Linked DNA regions of Sus scrofa: region 1 is linked to region 2. The links are chromatin contacts, called in public Hi-C maps. All regions are on one chromosome and are shown on one strand. The core of a region is the stretch at or near the end of the contact, and the rest is flanking DNA. Distances in the headings are between cores, read along the strand shown.

Region 1 (3,641 bases), core at 313-2,812, 140 kb before region 2:
TCATCACGCTGCTTTCACAGCACTCTATTTTGGCCTTTGTCATTCTGAACTGCAAATGAACCAGTGACTCTGGGCAAGCCAAGGGCAACAGCTGCATAACTACCGCCTAGAAATTTTTAAAGGCTGGGTGGAAAGAGGTGAGAGGACAGGTACAAGGCAGAGACTAAGGAGGTGTTTTAAAGGGACTTTTAAAATGAGTGGCACCTGAACTAGTCCTATAATTCATCTCTCTCAGGAAAATGACATTGAAATCTACATTATTTTCCAAATATTTGGTGTTGAATTTTTTTTTTTTTTTTTTGGAAATGCCTAACATTTAGTCACGTTACAATGACTAACATGTAGCTTCACGGAAGGTGGTGAGCAAAAGCAGAGACTACTCGAGGAGGCCCAGTCACGTTTAGGTATACACAAAGAAAAGCAGTCTTTCAAATCAGAAACACAGGAAAAGCTTCTTAGGAGAAGCAGATAAAATCCAAACCCTGACCAGTGGTCTATATCCTGCAGAGCTCCAGAATATGTCCCACACCTAATACCATTATTTCAGCCCCTTAGTTCCATTAGCCAGAGATACTAAGTTTATCCCCCTTAATGAAGATAAAATCAACAAGGGCTGGAACGAAGAGCATCATTCCACAATCCTGACAATGCATTACAGGTTATGCTCGTGTGTGCATTACTTGTTCTAGGATTTTTCTCCTCTAGAGGCGCTTACTTGTGGATGAACTCGTAACCGGACATGATATTGCCCAGCTGATCAGCTCCACCCAGCTGGACCCGGCATCCATAATGCTGGAACAGATAGTAGAAATCGTAGGCTTGGAGCACCTGGTATAAAAACTCGGCCAAACTCATGCCTTCGGGGCTCTTGAGCCGGCTTTGCACGCTCAGCCGGCTAAGCAGCGTGCCCATGCGAAAGTGGCCGCCCACGGTCGCCAAGAAGTCCACTAGGTGCTGCTTCTGGTACCAGGCCGAGTTATCCAGCACCGTGAAGCTGCCCCAGCTTCGCCCGTTAGTGAAAAGCTGCTGGTGATTAGCCGCCAGGGCTTGTAGTCCCTGGCGCAAGGCGAGCGCGTTGCTTTGCACGCGCTCGGCGTCCAGCGCCTCCCGCTCCTTGGTGCGGCCGCTGGGGTCTCCCAGGCGCGCCGTGGCACCTCCCACCAGCGCAATCACATTGTGGCCGGCTCGCTGGAAATGAAACAGGCCCAAAAGCGCCAGCAGATGCCCCACATGAAGCGAGTCAGCTGTGGGGTCGAAACCGCAATAGATGGTCTGAGGAACGTTGCCCGCCAAGCCACGGTCGAAGAGCTCTGGGAGCTCTGTCTTTGTACCCCTTTCAGGGAAGAATTCCTTGAATAGACCCCGAGCCTTCTGCACCGCCAGCAACCCCTGAGCGCCCGAGTGGGCCTTACGGAGCCCTAGTGGCAAGACTCCTGACTGGCCTGGGGTACCAAGCCACCGGCCGCGGGAAACGCGCCGCAACATGGGCGCTGCCATCTTGGCGGAGGCGCGAAGGGGATGCTGGGACCTTAGAGCCCCAACTCAGCTTTCAGCGCCAGCGTCGTACTGTTTCTACAATATGCTTCCGTGTTTTTTTCTGCGCATGCCTGCATTGGGCACGGTGGTTACTTAGTTACAGAGCGTGCGTTTTCTGTACGGTAGCCGTTCTAACTGCCTGGGTGGGGTTTCCGCTTAAAGGCCAGGTACCTTAAATTTCCTCTTAACGCGGATATGTTTATGATAATAGTTCCTTTCTCAGAGGGCTGTTGTGAGGATTAAAAAGTAAGGTACTTGGCACATAGTAAGTGTTCTAAAATGTTGGCTTTTGCTTAAATGTTCATGTAAAATATTATGATGCACAAGTTCTTTGAAATCTTGGTTCTGTGCAAAATTTTGTCCAGAGAGGTTGTGAGGGGTTAGGAATTGGTTTAACTTCATGGAGCGAGATGGAGTTGGCGTTGAGACGCTTTCAGTTTCGCAGTTCTGAATAGGGGATAAAAGCACCCAGCGAATACTGATTCACTAGTTCTCCAGGAGATGGCGGTCTTGTCCAAGCCATAATGAGATGAAGGTTAATAAAAACAGAAAGCCAGTGCCCCATTCACCAGCTAACTGGAAGGGATCCAATTCCAAAACTCCATTTTAGAATCTAATTTTTAGGACGACTTTCAGTTCCAGCTGTCTTAGTTCCAGTTCCCTGGGAAAGAGACTCCAGTGGGAGATTTGTGTCCGGGAGAATTATTGGAGTGTGCTCTCAGCAGCAGTATCTGTTAATGGAGTGATGGATGCAGGGTTGGGCCGAAGGAGTTGACTTGTAAACAGTTTGTGATTGAGGCCTTTGGAGCTGAGATGTCCTTTCAGTGTCATCCCAAATGGAGGCAAGGGGGCAGACTTTTGCACCCTGTTATTGATGAGTCCTTAAATGTGGGATGCCCTGGGCAAGACTTTGGCAGAGAGCAAGATACAGAAGAGGGTCCATCTGTGAAGCCCCTCAGCAGCCGGGAACTGAGTGCCTTGATCCTAAAGTAGGCATGTGGGCCATGCTCTGAACCATTCCCTACAGGACCTTTGTAGTTCCTTACATCATGAGGTCACTTAACAAAATGAAATATTAGTTTCATTACAAAACTGAAAAATTAGTTTCTTTGCATGTGTAATTAATCAGAGAAATGAGTTTCTCATTGCCAAAGAGTAACTTCAATAGGATTTTTAGATACTTATTCAACAGGCTATGTAACATAATCCTAAATCCCACAATTGTTTTCCCCAAAGCACATAAACTGAATGATTTAATTTAGTGTTAGCAAGGGCCAAATTGAATCTTGATAATGAAAGTGAAAATGGCGTTTTCCTCAAGAAAATGAACATTTGAAGGTAGAAACATTTTTCAGAAAAAAGAAGTGTGTTTAAAAAAAAAAAAAAGAGTTCCTGTCTTGGCTTAGTGGTTAATGAACCTGACTAGTATCCATGAAGATGAGGGTTCGATCCCTGGGCTTGCTCTGTGGTTAAGGATCTTGCATTGCTGTGAGCTGTGGTGTAGGTTGCAGAAAAAAAGTTTGTTTGGAAAAGGCAGGCTCATACACAAGATTTTGTATCTTATACCTTCATCCTGTCAATTACAGTGTTATTTTAAAGTACATTGAATATAATTCATTGAATGTCTAACATTGTCTTCCTGCCTCAAAAGATACTAGGTTAAAAAATATTTACACTTTCATCTAGTCCTGAAGAAAATAAGCAGGATATGTTCTAACTCTTATGTTGCTGTTCAAAGTATCTTAACATTTGGCATCATAACCAGTTTAGCTGCAGGAGGCAGGGGCAAGCATGCCCAGCAGCAATGGAGTGCATAAAGGGGTGCATCTATTATGTGCACACTGATGGCTCAGGCCCTCAACTGATGCTCTGGTCAGTTGCCTGGACAAGAGTTCCAGGTCTTTTTTCAGCTAAGGAATCTAAGGATAATGAGGAGAGAATACCTGGGTCTGAGTTCAGATCCAGTTCTGGGCAGGACAGGTGGGAGAATGCCACTTCCCTGCTTAGGCTTTGGGTCCCTTGGGGGGCGGGGGGCAGGCAGAGCCTGGGTCACTGCTGGCATTGCCATCCTCCCCTTTAGGCCGGAATACACTGATCTCCCTCAA
Region 2 (3,390 bases), core at 652-3,151:
CTACAGCTCCGATTCAACCCCTAGCCTGGGAACCTCCATATGCCCTGGGAGCGGCCCAAGAAATAGCAACAATAACAACAACAACAACAAAAAAGACAAAAGACAAAAAATAAATAAATAAATAAATACTATCAGTTGCTACTTAAAATCTGTGGGAACTTGAGTGTCACTTAACTGTTTAGTTTCCTCATCTGTGAGATGGGGATTAAAGGACTACCTCACAAGCTTTTTTTTTTTTTTTTTTTTTTTTCCCCTAGAAACGTAAATAACACAATGAATGCAAATCATACAGTCCAATTCCTGGCACATAGAAAGCACACAAGTACATCAACTATAACCATTAAATATCTTCTCTTTACCCTTTAAGTAATTAAGTCTTGATTGCCTGATTCTTTTACACAAAGGGAAAACAATAGAGCCTCCCAAGGTCGGCTGTTTTAACTCTCTGATCTGGTCTGCAAGCATTTTTCTTTTTCCTTATAGGCTCTACATTTACCATTGCCCAGGTTAACTTCCCAGAGAAACAGTTCAACACTGCAGGAAATAACAAAAAACCCAATTTAATTGTTCAATTTCTTTCCCCTTCTCTTTTCCACAATAAACTTATAATACTTTTAAAATGAAAAAATAAACACCTAATATAAGGACTACTATTTTTTCAAACTCGTTCACCTCCAAGCTTAATTTTTTTGGAGATACCAGCGCTGTGCTTACAAGTGCGTTGGTAGGGCGCAGCGAGGCGGGAGGGGCTGCTGCTGGCGGGGCCAAAGTCCCCTTTCTTCTCCTCCTCCTCATCCGCGGGGTGGTGTGATTGTTCCCCAGCCCAAAGCCTCCTACCCAATCTTTTCATTTCCTAGATCAACCACTCGCTCCGTACACTGGGTGGAGTGCCCCCAGGTACCTGGGCGAGGCACCACAATCCCAATATACAGCTTGCAGAAAACCAGTACTTTCAGGTTTTCTTTTTAAAAAATATTTATGGGGGTCATAGATCCTTTAAAATTTTAAATAAAAGCTAGAGGCACTTTCTTCCAGAAAAATGAACATACCACATTTCTGCACAGAATTTCAAAGTGTTTACAGACTCTCAGAGCCTACAGATGAAGTCCCCGGGGTGGGGGTGGAGGGCTTAGGGAAGCAGGTTAAGGGAGGGGTGAAAATCTTGGACTGAATTCTTTCCATACATACATATGCATTTAATAGACATAGATGACAAGGGTGAGTAAGAGGTTATTTTTAAAAAAGAAGAATGCTTTCCCCAAGTAAGCTGGTCTGAGTCTGAAGGCGCGACAGGTCGTACAATGGGCTGGCGAGCAACAGGTGGGCAGAACACCAGGTCTCGCACCTTCAGTAAGAAGGGAGTCCAAGCAACTGGGCACTGAGGGTGAGGAAGGAGTAGGGAATGGGTAAAAGGCACGGTGAGAGCGATGCAGAAGGCGGCAGGGCTTTACTCACCGTTGCCCACGAAATTGCGGCCCTTCCGGGCCAGGGTCTGCTGCACCTGCTCCTGGATCCGGAGGCTCTTGACCGCCTGGCCGCTGCGACCGCTGCTTCCTGCCAGCTTCAGCTTGGCCTCAGAGGGCAGGGCCAGGCTGGAGCTGTCCAGCTGCCCCAGGATCTGCTGGCCCAGGACCGTCCGGATGTAGCCGCACTCAGCCGGGGAGCCAGGGGCTGCCATGGGGCTGGAGAGGGCGACCGAGCCGCTCGCCTGCTGGAGACCTGCAGGGGAAGCTGCTGCGGAGTCCCGGGCACTGGGCGCGAACCCCGCCCCGCCGGCCCAATCCCGCCGGCCCAACCCCACCGTCCCAGCCCCTCCTCCGGCCCCGCCTCCCCGCCGGTGAGAGGCCAGAGCTCCCGGGAGCGCGGCCTGGGGCGCCAGGCGCCCGGCCTTCACCCGGGAACTGGGCGCGGCTCCAACCGGGCAGGCGCACTCGGCTGGGGAGTGGGGGGCAGGCCGGCCGCGCGCGCCGACACCTGGCGAGATGAACTCACCGCAGGGAAGCGGGAGAGGGCTCAGTCCGCCCCTGGTCGTGCACACTCTCCAGGTCACCTTGGATCCTGCGGGTCCGGCCTGCTACTACTGGCTCTCAATGCCTTGCCGGGCCTCGGCCCTGCCCTACGAATCCTTGTAATTTCCGCTGGATGGACGAAGGACGACCTCCAGGCAGGTGCGCCCTGGAGTCACTTCTGCTCTCGGGCCGAGGTTTGCCTCTGGGATCCCCGAGTGAGTAGTCTGTCTGGTTTGTCAGGCTGTCAGACTGTTCGAAATGTTTCATGGACCTGAGGTGGGAAAGGGCTGTTTGATCAGGCGGACAAGACAGTAGGAGGAAATATGACAAAAAGATGACATGTGTAAAATAAAAACTTTTTAAAATAGGGTTTTTATCCCCCTTAGCACAATTTCGGGGACCGTGTCTTTTTTGCACAGATGCACTCCTAGAAACATATGTTATTCCTCATTGAGAGTTTCGGTATTCTCTTGCATATACACAAATTGTACCCAGCACACTCTCTTTCTCACCCACTCCTCTCTTAGGATCACACCCACATAGAGAAACTCCAATAAGAGGTGCTGGGAAAGAGCACACTTTCAGTAGGTGATACTTTAACAGTCCTTCTAGAGTTGATTAAGCCCTCTTTATGGTAGGCTCTGTGTAGGGGTCCTGCTGGTGGAGCTCTTTCAGTCTTATCTTCCATAAGGTATACTTACCTTGCTATTTAAACGTTTCACATTTAGTTGACTGCTGAGAGCTATGCTCAACAGAAAGAGTCCTTAACCTTAAGGTTTACAACCTAAGCCACTGGTCCTTCTTCCCCGCTTTGGACCTGAGAGGCAGAAAGAAAAACATCTATCCCCAGTATTAAGTAAGATAGCCTTCCCTTTGATTGCTTCGGGTTGTATGTCCACTTTCCTTCAAATCACTCGGTATTTACGGAACCCCATTTATTCAAGTTCGACGTGGCTGGGGAACACAACTCCCCCATTCCCCGTTTTCCTGTGACATACCCTTCTATCTTTACACACACGCTTACTACACAGGTATAAGGCCTTACAGGGAATGAAGAGGCAATCAAGGGGCCAAAAGCCTGGACAACTGGAGTGGTGATAGTTCTGTCACTCTCTCTTGGCTGGCCACATGGCTTAAGTGAAGCCATGTGGATGGTGGTTCTTGGAAGCAATTCCTCCTATCACAGCAGGACCAGTCTTGAGGTAGATTATTCCTTGTAAAGAACTCAATTATATAGCCAGATGTAAAAACTCAAACGTGGTGCTGAGAGTCAATTGAAAAGAGAGATGAGGAGTTCCCGTCGTGGCGCAGTGGTTAACGAATCCGACTAGGAACCATGAGGTTGCGGGTTCGGTCCCTGGCCTTGCTCAGTGGGTTAACG

The links. Hi-C and Micro-C count contacts between places; a contact is called where the count stands out from the background.
Region 1: a contact with region 2 is called in a Hi-C map of liver, with 9 times the contacts expected there. The contact joins the promoter of YARS2 here to the promoter of PKP2 in region 2. A contact is called at or near these places in 3 of 5 promoter capture datasets (fetal liver, fetal skeletal muscle and liver), 17 of 47 Hi-C or Micro-C datasets (embryonic fibroblasts, epiblast stem cells, fetal heart ventricle and 9 more) and 1 of 2 datasets of contacts at active chromatin or transcription factors (alveolar macrophages).

The regions. Positions count from the first base shown.
Region 1 is chr5:41,559,500-41,563,140 of Sscrofa11.1, reverse strand. YARS2 (tyrosine--tRNA ligase, mitochondrial) reads right to left here and starts at 1,562. Exons shown (of 6, transcript XR_002344051.1): 1 at 716-1,562.
Region 2 is chr5:41,423,198-41,426,587 of Sscrofa11.1, reverse strand. PKP2 (plakophilin-2) reads right to left here and starts at 1,901. Exons shown (of 13, transcript XM_003126396.5): 1 at 1,456-1,901. The coding sequence starts at 1,678. LOC106507506 (a long non-coding RNA gene) reads left to right here and starts at 2,059. Exons shown (of 3, transcript XR_002344052.1): 1 at 2,059-2,168.